Linked DNA regions of Canis lupus: region 2 is linked to region 1. The links are chromatin contacts, called in public Hi-C maps. All regions are on one chromosome and are shown on one strand. Each heading gives the region's core, a stretch centred on a gene start, on an enhancer-like site or on the middle of the called end of the contact. The rest is flanking DNA. Distances are from core to core; before and after follow the strand shown.

Region 1 (3,795 bases), core at 1,015-3,514:
AGCCTTCCCAAAATAGCACCAGAGAATGGGAGGTTTGAATTTTCCTGAAAACAGGGAAGAGCCTGTCATCTCCCAGGGTTATGTGGTCACTTCTGACTTTGTCACTCTCCAAGAGATCCCCAGGAGGTCTGGAAGCTCTCTGATGGTTGTATAACATTCCCAGGTGGGAATTTTTGGAGGGTTGGGGGAACTTGGTGTCTGCTCTCTCTGGATCCACCTCATTTCTGTGGGCTTCCAATGCCTCCTGTTGAACTCTGGAGTCATCCTGCCTCTCTGCCTCTCCAGCATTCATCCAGAGGCTAGGCCTCCAGACCCACTTTTCTGGGACACACAGTCAGTGAGACCCTGTTTCGGTTTATTGGTGTGGGCCTGAAAAGTCTTCAGCTTCTTGTCTTGCCACATCCCTCCTCAAAGGGGTGAACCCGAGGCAGAGTCTGTTTCCCCCTGGAATGGAAAGCATGGGTACAAAATGAAAGGGAAGCATGGGTACAGAATGAGAGGGAAATAGGAAAAAAATATTTCTTTAAAAATACACAATCTGTGCAGACGTCCCTGTGAGGCTTCCTATTACTGATGACCAGTTGTGGCAAGGAAGCAGCACTGGTGTCTTGTGAGGGCTGCTTTAGGCTTCTAGACGGTTGAGGGAGGTGACTTCCTGTGTGCTTTCGGCTCAAGCTTCAGAGTTGTACCACAAGATACAAGAGGCTCTCACTTTCCTTTGTGCCATCTCTTCCCTGAGCACCCTGAGGATGACATAGTGGCAGCCTTCAGGGCTGGGGCTTAAGCAGGTCAGCAGCTGACAGGCATAGGGAGATAAGGTACTTGGCTCTCATGGCCAAGGGCCTCTTTTGCTGCAACGGCTCCAACCTCCTTCTAGAAGAGCCACCCTACACCCCTTCATGGGCAGTTGCAGCTACATCCTTGGTGATGGATTCCTTTAACTGGCTCTGGGCTGATATGACAAAGCCAAGACTATAAAACTCACAAAAGTACTGCAAGAGAACAGAACCTACATCCCCCACCCCCCCCCCCCCCCCCCCACCCCCCCCACCCCGCCCCCAGACATTTCATGCTGAAAACCACATCTACACAATCCTCTGGAGATTTAGTTGTTTAGGACTCTACACCTGCTAGCTTTGTGGCTCTGCCTGTGATTCTCTGCACTTCAGATTTATTATCTACAGCCTCCGGTTCTAGCTGTGCTTCTCGGCATATCAATACTTTGTCCATCCATAATGTCTTAATTCGATTTTTTTTTTCTTTTTCCGAAGGAGACTATCCTAAACTGAGCACATGTACACACATACCAGTACAAAAGAAAGAAAGGGAAAGAAAGGGAAGGGAAAGAAAGGAATGGAAAGGGAGGGGAAGAGGAGGAAAAAAATGATGCACTATCATTCCAGTTTTTGTACTGTTAGGTGCACAGGCCACTCCTCTCAGCAAGCTCCCCCTGCCCTCCCCCCACCCCATCCATGTTTTATGGCAAAGGATCTAATACAAGCTCATAAAGACAGTTGGGACCAATAATTAGCAAATGCAATATTTTACGACAGACTATGCGTTTCCTTAAAGGGGGAGCTCTTGAGAAATATTGCTCCTTGATTACACCTGATTACACAATAAAAATGATTCCATTTTTATTGTTTGATGTTTGATTTTCTTAGGCCTTTTATACCACACCAAGAACAAAGTTTCAGGTTTTAGTCACTAATCGCTTGTCATAAAAGCTATATTGGAGACCAAAAGAAAAAAAAAAAAAAGAGGGTGAACCCGTAGTTTTCTGGGAAGAGAAGATATAGAAAATTTATGTGTTATCTGTATTTCTTTTGCCAACACTATGCTGGACTTGGTAACTGTCCAGGTTCCCTACGTAAGCGGTGCAAGTGTGGGTCCTTGTGCCTGCCCTAAATGCTCGGGCCGTCTGTGAATAACCTGGTCAAGAAAGCCAGTTGAAGGCCACGAGATAGCTTCTGAGCTCCTCCGTGTTATGCAACCTTCCCAGTGTTGACTGTGGCAGCATTTGTCCCCTGCAGCACTTCGGGGGCCTGCGAAGTCACCCGTGCTGTTGAGGGGTGCCTTGCTTCACAGTGATGACCCGAAGCCTGCTGCTTGAGGGCTGCCAACACTACCTCCCCACTCCCTTTTGTCCTACCTGGAAGGCACCTACCAACCCCGGTTTCTCCTTTCTTTTAAGACTTCAAGGAGGAAAAGAGGCTCTGAAGGGGCTCGTTAGCTGTGTCACAGCGGCCCCTGCAGGCTCAGGGTGCGCAGGTGGCCCAAACTCGCAGGTCCGCGCCTTTGCCTGCACCCTAGTCGCCCAGTAGTTTGCTTATCTTGCGACCTCTCGCAGCATCAATCAGGAATTGCTTGACCCTGAGAACGGGAGCTGTTTCTGATGCCTAAAAACCAAAGTTTCCGGAGCGGACTGCCTACGAGGCGAGGCCCACGAGTCTTTGTTTTCTCTTTGTGCGATTGAAGGGGGGACTCGTGGACGAGTTACTTTCTGTGCCCCAGCAAGTCCGCATTAGAGAACTTGTGCATAGCCATAATCCAGCGCCTTTGATCGCTCCCCCGCCCCCACTCGGGAAGAGAAAATGTTTGCAAAAAAAAAAAAAAAAAAAAATAGCTGAAATCTCAGGAAGAAAGAAAAAAAAATTTCCTAGCGCTCTGGCTTTTCTGGGTTTGCAAATGTGCACGGCTCAGGCACCCGGATGATTCATCCCCTGCAAGCCTAAGCGCCCCATTTGTTTTGTAGATCTCACTACCCCCTTTGTTCTGCTTCAAACCTTTCAGAGGGCTGAAATGCATTATTACCTTGTTAAATCTCAACCAAAATCATTTCTACAGCCTGAAGCTGTTTTGACGTGGGTTGAGCATCTCACACACAAAAGAATGGCTTTTGTTCCCAGAAGCGCTCATTGGCTGAGTGGCCTTTGCGCCGAGCCAATCAGAAACCAGTTGTTAGGCCTGGCTGGCTATTTTTAGCTTCACTGGGGAAAAAAAAATACTTGGTGGTGGAGGGGGTGAGCTGGAGAGGGAAAGTGGCGTACAGTAAAAAGCAAACAGCAAAACGCGTTTTGGATGGCACGGCGTGTTTGGCATTCTTCCTTGAATTACTCATGCACTGTTACATTAGCACGTGTTTTTTGGTAAACAACAAACAGAACTAGGACTGCATCTCCTGGTGTCGAATTATCTATTTAGCGAAGAAACAGAGAGTCTAAGAAATAGTCAATATTACCTTTTTATCCAAAAGCAACACACTGTATCGTGTAGTTTTTTTTTTTTCTTCTTTTTCACAAACACGCAAAAATGCCTGTTACCATACAGAGAAAAAAACCTGGGAGTTTTTTTTTCCCCCCAAAGAATTTTTTTTTTTTATGAATTTTTATCTTGGGTTAATAGAAATTTTCAGTGACCTGTTCATTGAAACTTATAGAGTCATAGGAGCATCCTTCCCTCTTGCCCTTTAAAGACGTATATAAATGTACAGTCGAGTATGCACAGCACATGGTGTGTAGCAATTAAAATCATAAATATTCAGTATGTTTTATGCCTGGATATAAAGCATTCTTTTGAGCATGTTCTTTCATTGAAGCCATTACTCAGTAGGCAAAGAAGCGTTACCCCCCCCCCAATGCTCTTGAGGTGACAAAGCATTACAACACACGATTTGTTAATTATCTAATATCAGAAAATGAAAGTTGCCAAATGGGAAAAGTTGGGGCTGAAACTGATTTTCTAGAAGACATCTATTTAACTGTGGAAAAAGAGCCACGCTGAACCAAAATTTTA
Region 2 (3,853 bases), core at 909-3,408, 130 kb before region 1:
GTGCTCAGCATAAGGCTACTATACATCTCTTTGACCAAGCATCCTTTGAAAATGCCTTAAATGCCAATTAAATAAAGACTGCTTAGTGGTAAGCATTGTTCAATGCCACTCTTCCTTTTGGCAATTTTGGTCTCATCAATGGCATTTTCAAAAAGATAAATTAGTAGCCTTCTACTAGAACCTAATTTATTCTGTTTGGTTCTTTAGTTCACCAGCTAGCACTTTATGGTATGAACAGTATACATCATATGAATATAGAGATTTGAGAAGTGATTCATTTTTAAGAACTTGAAATATGCAGAAAGTTGAAATAAATATTCTTCTACTCATTTACTCATTCATTTGTTCACTCAATAAATCAGCACATTTTTAGTGAGGACAGAGGCACACAAATAAATGGTCAATAAATAAATAAATACGTACAATAATAGATCTACATTCATGATGCACAAAGAAAGGACACCCAACCCAAGAAGATATCAGGAAAGTCTTCCTGGCAGAGAAGGTCTCGTGGAATGAATTGAAGTCAGTCCAGTGAAAGGTAAGATGAACGATTACCTGGGTAGGGTGAGGTATGCTGAGATGGGTCAGGGAGATGGATTTCAGGAAGAAAGAAAAACGCATCTGAAATCAGTAGGGCAGAGCTAGATGACAACTTAGAAGGAAATTCAAAATTAAATAATATTTATTTATTATATTTTTAAATTTTTTATTTATTTCTTTGAGAGAGAGAGAGAGAGTGCACACGCTCACAAGTGGAGGGAGAAGCAGACTCCCTGCTGAGCAGGGAGCCCCATGCAGGACTTTGCCTTAGGACCCTGAGATCATGATCTGAACCAAAGTCAGACACTTAACTGAGTGAACCACCCAGATGCCCCTAAATAATTAATGTTATTTAAATGTTTTTAATGTTAAGTACAGCTATACATGCATGCTGAAATTTAAAAAGAGTTCTTTTTAGATTTTCTGATGGTAAATTTCTGTATATGTTCATCCAAACTAATCTTTTATCATTTGTGGGTTGTGGGATGGGATGGGCACAGTTTGTTTTTTCCTTGATGTGCCAAGGAAAAATATGTTATTTATTGATAACAATGGCATGTCATTGAAAATTTAAGAATGATAAGCAGAAAAGAAACATGAGACACTGATGGTTTAAAGTCCTGGTGTACTAATTACTACTGCTTATTGAGCTCCAATTCATTGTTATGAGGGATTATAGTTCAATGAGAACAAGATAAACCATCTAAGTCATTATATTTATGTTCTTATGTCTGAACACAGAGGTTTCTATTTTTATTATTTTGAACATTATGCCTTCTCTTTCTCTAATGAAGTAGGTTTTTCATGAATACAAAGCATCTCAAAAAGCAGTGTCCTAATGATGGTCAATAAAAATACATACACTAGGAAATATTTATTCAGTGTCTACAATATTCCTGGTACTATGCTTTCTTCTGGGTAGATGCCAGTGAATATCATATGAAACAGCTGTTATAATAGACTTAATGTAAATATTTTGTAAGATAAAACTAAAGCCTAAAGCATATGGTTTGACTATTCCACTAAATAATTGCTTGATCTTACTTTAAAGGACAATTTCATTCTGTTTTTTTTTTTAAATCCCACCCAAATGATTTTAACTGCTAATATTCAAATGTATTGTTTGTACGTAGAATTAAAATTTTTGAAACAGCTATAGCAATGTGAAAATAGACAAACTATACATATTACTTATTTGAAAATTCTGGTTTTGAGGAATAGCAATCAATAGAACCACCACTTTATTTGAAAAAAAAAAAAAAGAAAAATCACATAATAATTAGTTTTTCACATAAACCATGGCTGAGGGAGATTAGTAAAACATCTCAGCTACATTACTGATGTTGAAATATTGGTTCTCAATCATAAAGCCAGATGAAATAAATCACATGGCACTATGAAACCTATGAACTTAACCATTCACAGTTAGAAATTATGTATAGGAACTATAGATTATTTGAAAAGTTGAAAATGACACATTCTAGTTGTAAAAAGTCAAATAGTATAGGAGTGTATCAGATGAAAAATGAAATTTTTCATGTTCCTTTCTCTCCTTTACAAACCCACGTCAGAGATGACACCATTTCCTGCTTATTGTGGTCCTTGCTGCTTTTATTCTCTACATTTGCAAATGAATGCAGCTGCAATGTTTTAAGCAAATGGGATCACGCTATCCATTCTTTGCAGTGTCTTGCTTTTATTCATTCAACATACACTTGAAAAACTTTACATGTCAGTACCAATAGGTACACCTTTTCCAATGGTTGCAAAGTTTTTAAGTCTTTCTTTATGATTGCAAGGCATTTACCTGCATAGATACAGAAGGCCTTTTTTAAATACTTGTTCTTGGACAGCCCAGGTGGCTCAGCGGTTTAGTGCTGACTTCAGCCCAGGGAGTGACCCTGGACACCTGGGATCCAGTCCCACATTGGGTCCCACATTGGACTCCCTGCAAGGAGCCTGCATCTCCCTCTGCCTGTGTTTCTGCCTCTCTCTCTCTCTGTGTGTGTGTTACACACTCTCATGAATAAATAAATAAAATCTTTAAAAAATAAGAATAAATACTTGTTCTTGTGATAAAATCATACAACTTTTTATTACTTACAAACAGTGCTACAATGATCTTCCTTATATGTATTATATATACGTGCACAAGGGCAAATATTTCTCTAGGATTAAATTGCTGGGGTAAAGCCCATACAACTGTTTAATGTTTTAAATATTTTGAAGCTGAAAACTGTTTCTACTACCAATGTATGAATGTCACTGTATGTTTCCCTACATCATTGGCAAGACTGAATCTCATACATCTTTATAATTTTATCTGATCTTATGGACTCAAATGGTATTTCTGTGAAAGGACTGTCCCTATGCTATTTCTTAACTTCCTAGTTGACATTTCTGTGTTATTCATTGAAATTCAGTGAATAAAGGCAGGACAACTGGCAGTTGAACTATTTTGCTAAAACTTCTGCCTCTAATGTTAGGTATAGTTACAGAAAAAAGGTACAGTAGTACATGGAGATCTAGGCCTTTTTTCCAAAGTATAACACTTGGAATATACTGAAAAATAGTTGTTTACCTACATATCAGGTATTTCAGTTTGTACTTAGAATTCAATTTAAAAGGGAATCTTTTATTATCAATAAAAATCCATATCTTTTGTGTTGCATGGAAAATCATTATCATACTGTAAACTTATGCATAGCTGTTTGATTAATCAAGTCTTACAAAAAAGTTTGCAGGGTCAGACAGAAATAGGAGTAGAAATCTGAGTTTGCCTCTCTTGGATTGTCTCCTAATTCATGAAGTCCAGTACTTGTTCTTAATGGTTGTCATAATCAGTTGTTTAGTCCTATCCAAATAGCCAAAGTAAAAGTATTAACTTACTGTAGGAATAGGGACATGTGCCATTCATACACACATTTACCTGATACCATTTGATAAACTTATTGACTCCTTTTAATACATTGAAAGTTATTTTAACAATTTGCTCTAGGATCAAACTATTCAAAATTTCCAAATCTCAAGTTTCCTTCCAACTACCTTCCTGGGGTTAGCTGCCTTTGTAGCCTTTCCACCATGACTCATTTTACCTGGTAAGAAGCATATCCACTATCTGCATCTTCATAAATCTTTCGTTGTCCCCAAAGAGGCTCCAAGTGCAATCTGATTCTTTTATAGAAATCATGCAAGTTGTTCCCATTCTCTTGGCATGAAGCCAGCTGCCATAGAGACTAATTGTTGTTCCCCTTTCCTAGGGAATGCTGTAATATGTTTTAAGGAGCATTTCTCCCACATTGATTACTCT

The links. Hi-C and Micro-C count contacts between places; a contact is called where the count stands out from the background.
Region 2: a contact with region 1 is called in a Hi-C map of blood, with 2.3 times the contacts expected there. The contact joins two enhancer-like sites.

The regions. Positions count from the first base shown.
Region 1 is chr15:32,329,335-32,333,129 of UU_Cfam_GSD_1.0, reverse strand. No RefSeq gene overlaps it. Among named protein-coding and RNA genes, the nearest start is that of DCN, 150 kb to the right of the region's middle. Within about 2 kb of position 2,264, at least 11 of the 20 cell types and tissues checked have an H3K27ac peak or open chromatin away from gene starts, as enhancers often do. A contact at or near this core is called in blood, where this site is marked.
Region 2 is chr15:32,458,331-32,462,183 of UU_Cfam_GSD_1.0, reverse strand. No RefSeq gene overlaps it. Among named protein-coding and RNA genes, the nearest start is that of DCN, 280 kb to the right of the region's middle. Within about 2 kb of position 2,158, at least 2 of the 20 cell types and tissues checked have an H3K27ac peak or open chromatin away from gene starts, as enhancers often do. A contact at or near this core is called in blood, where this site is marked.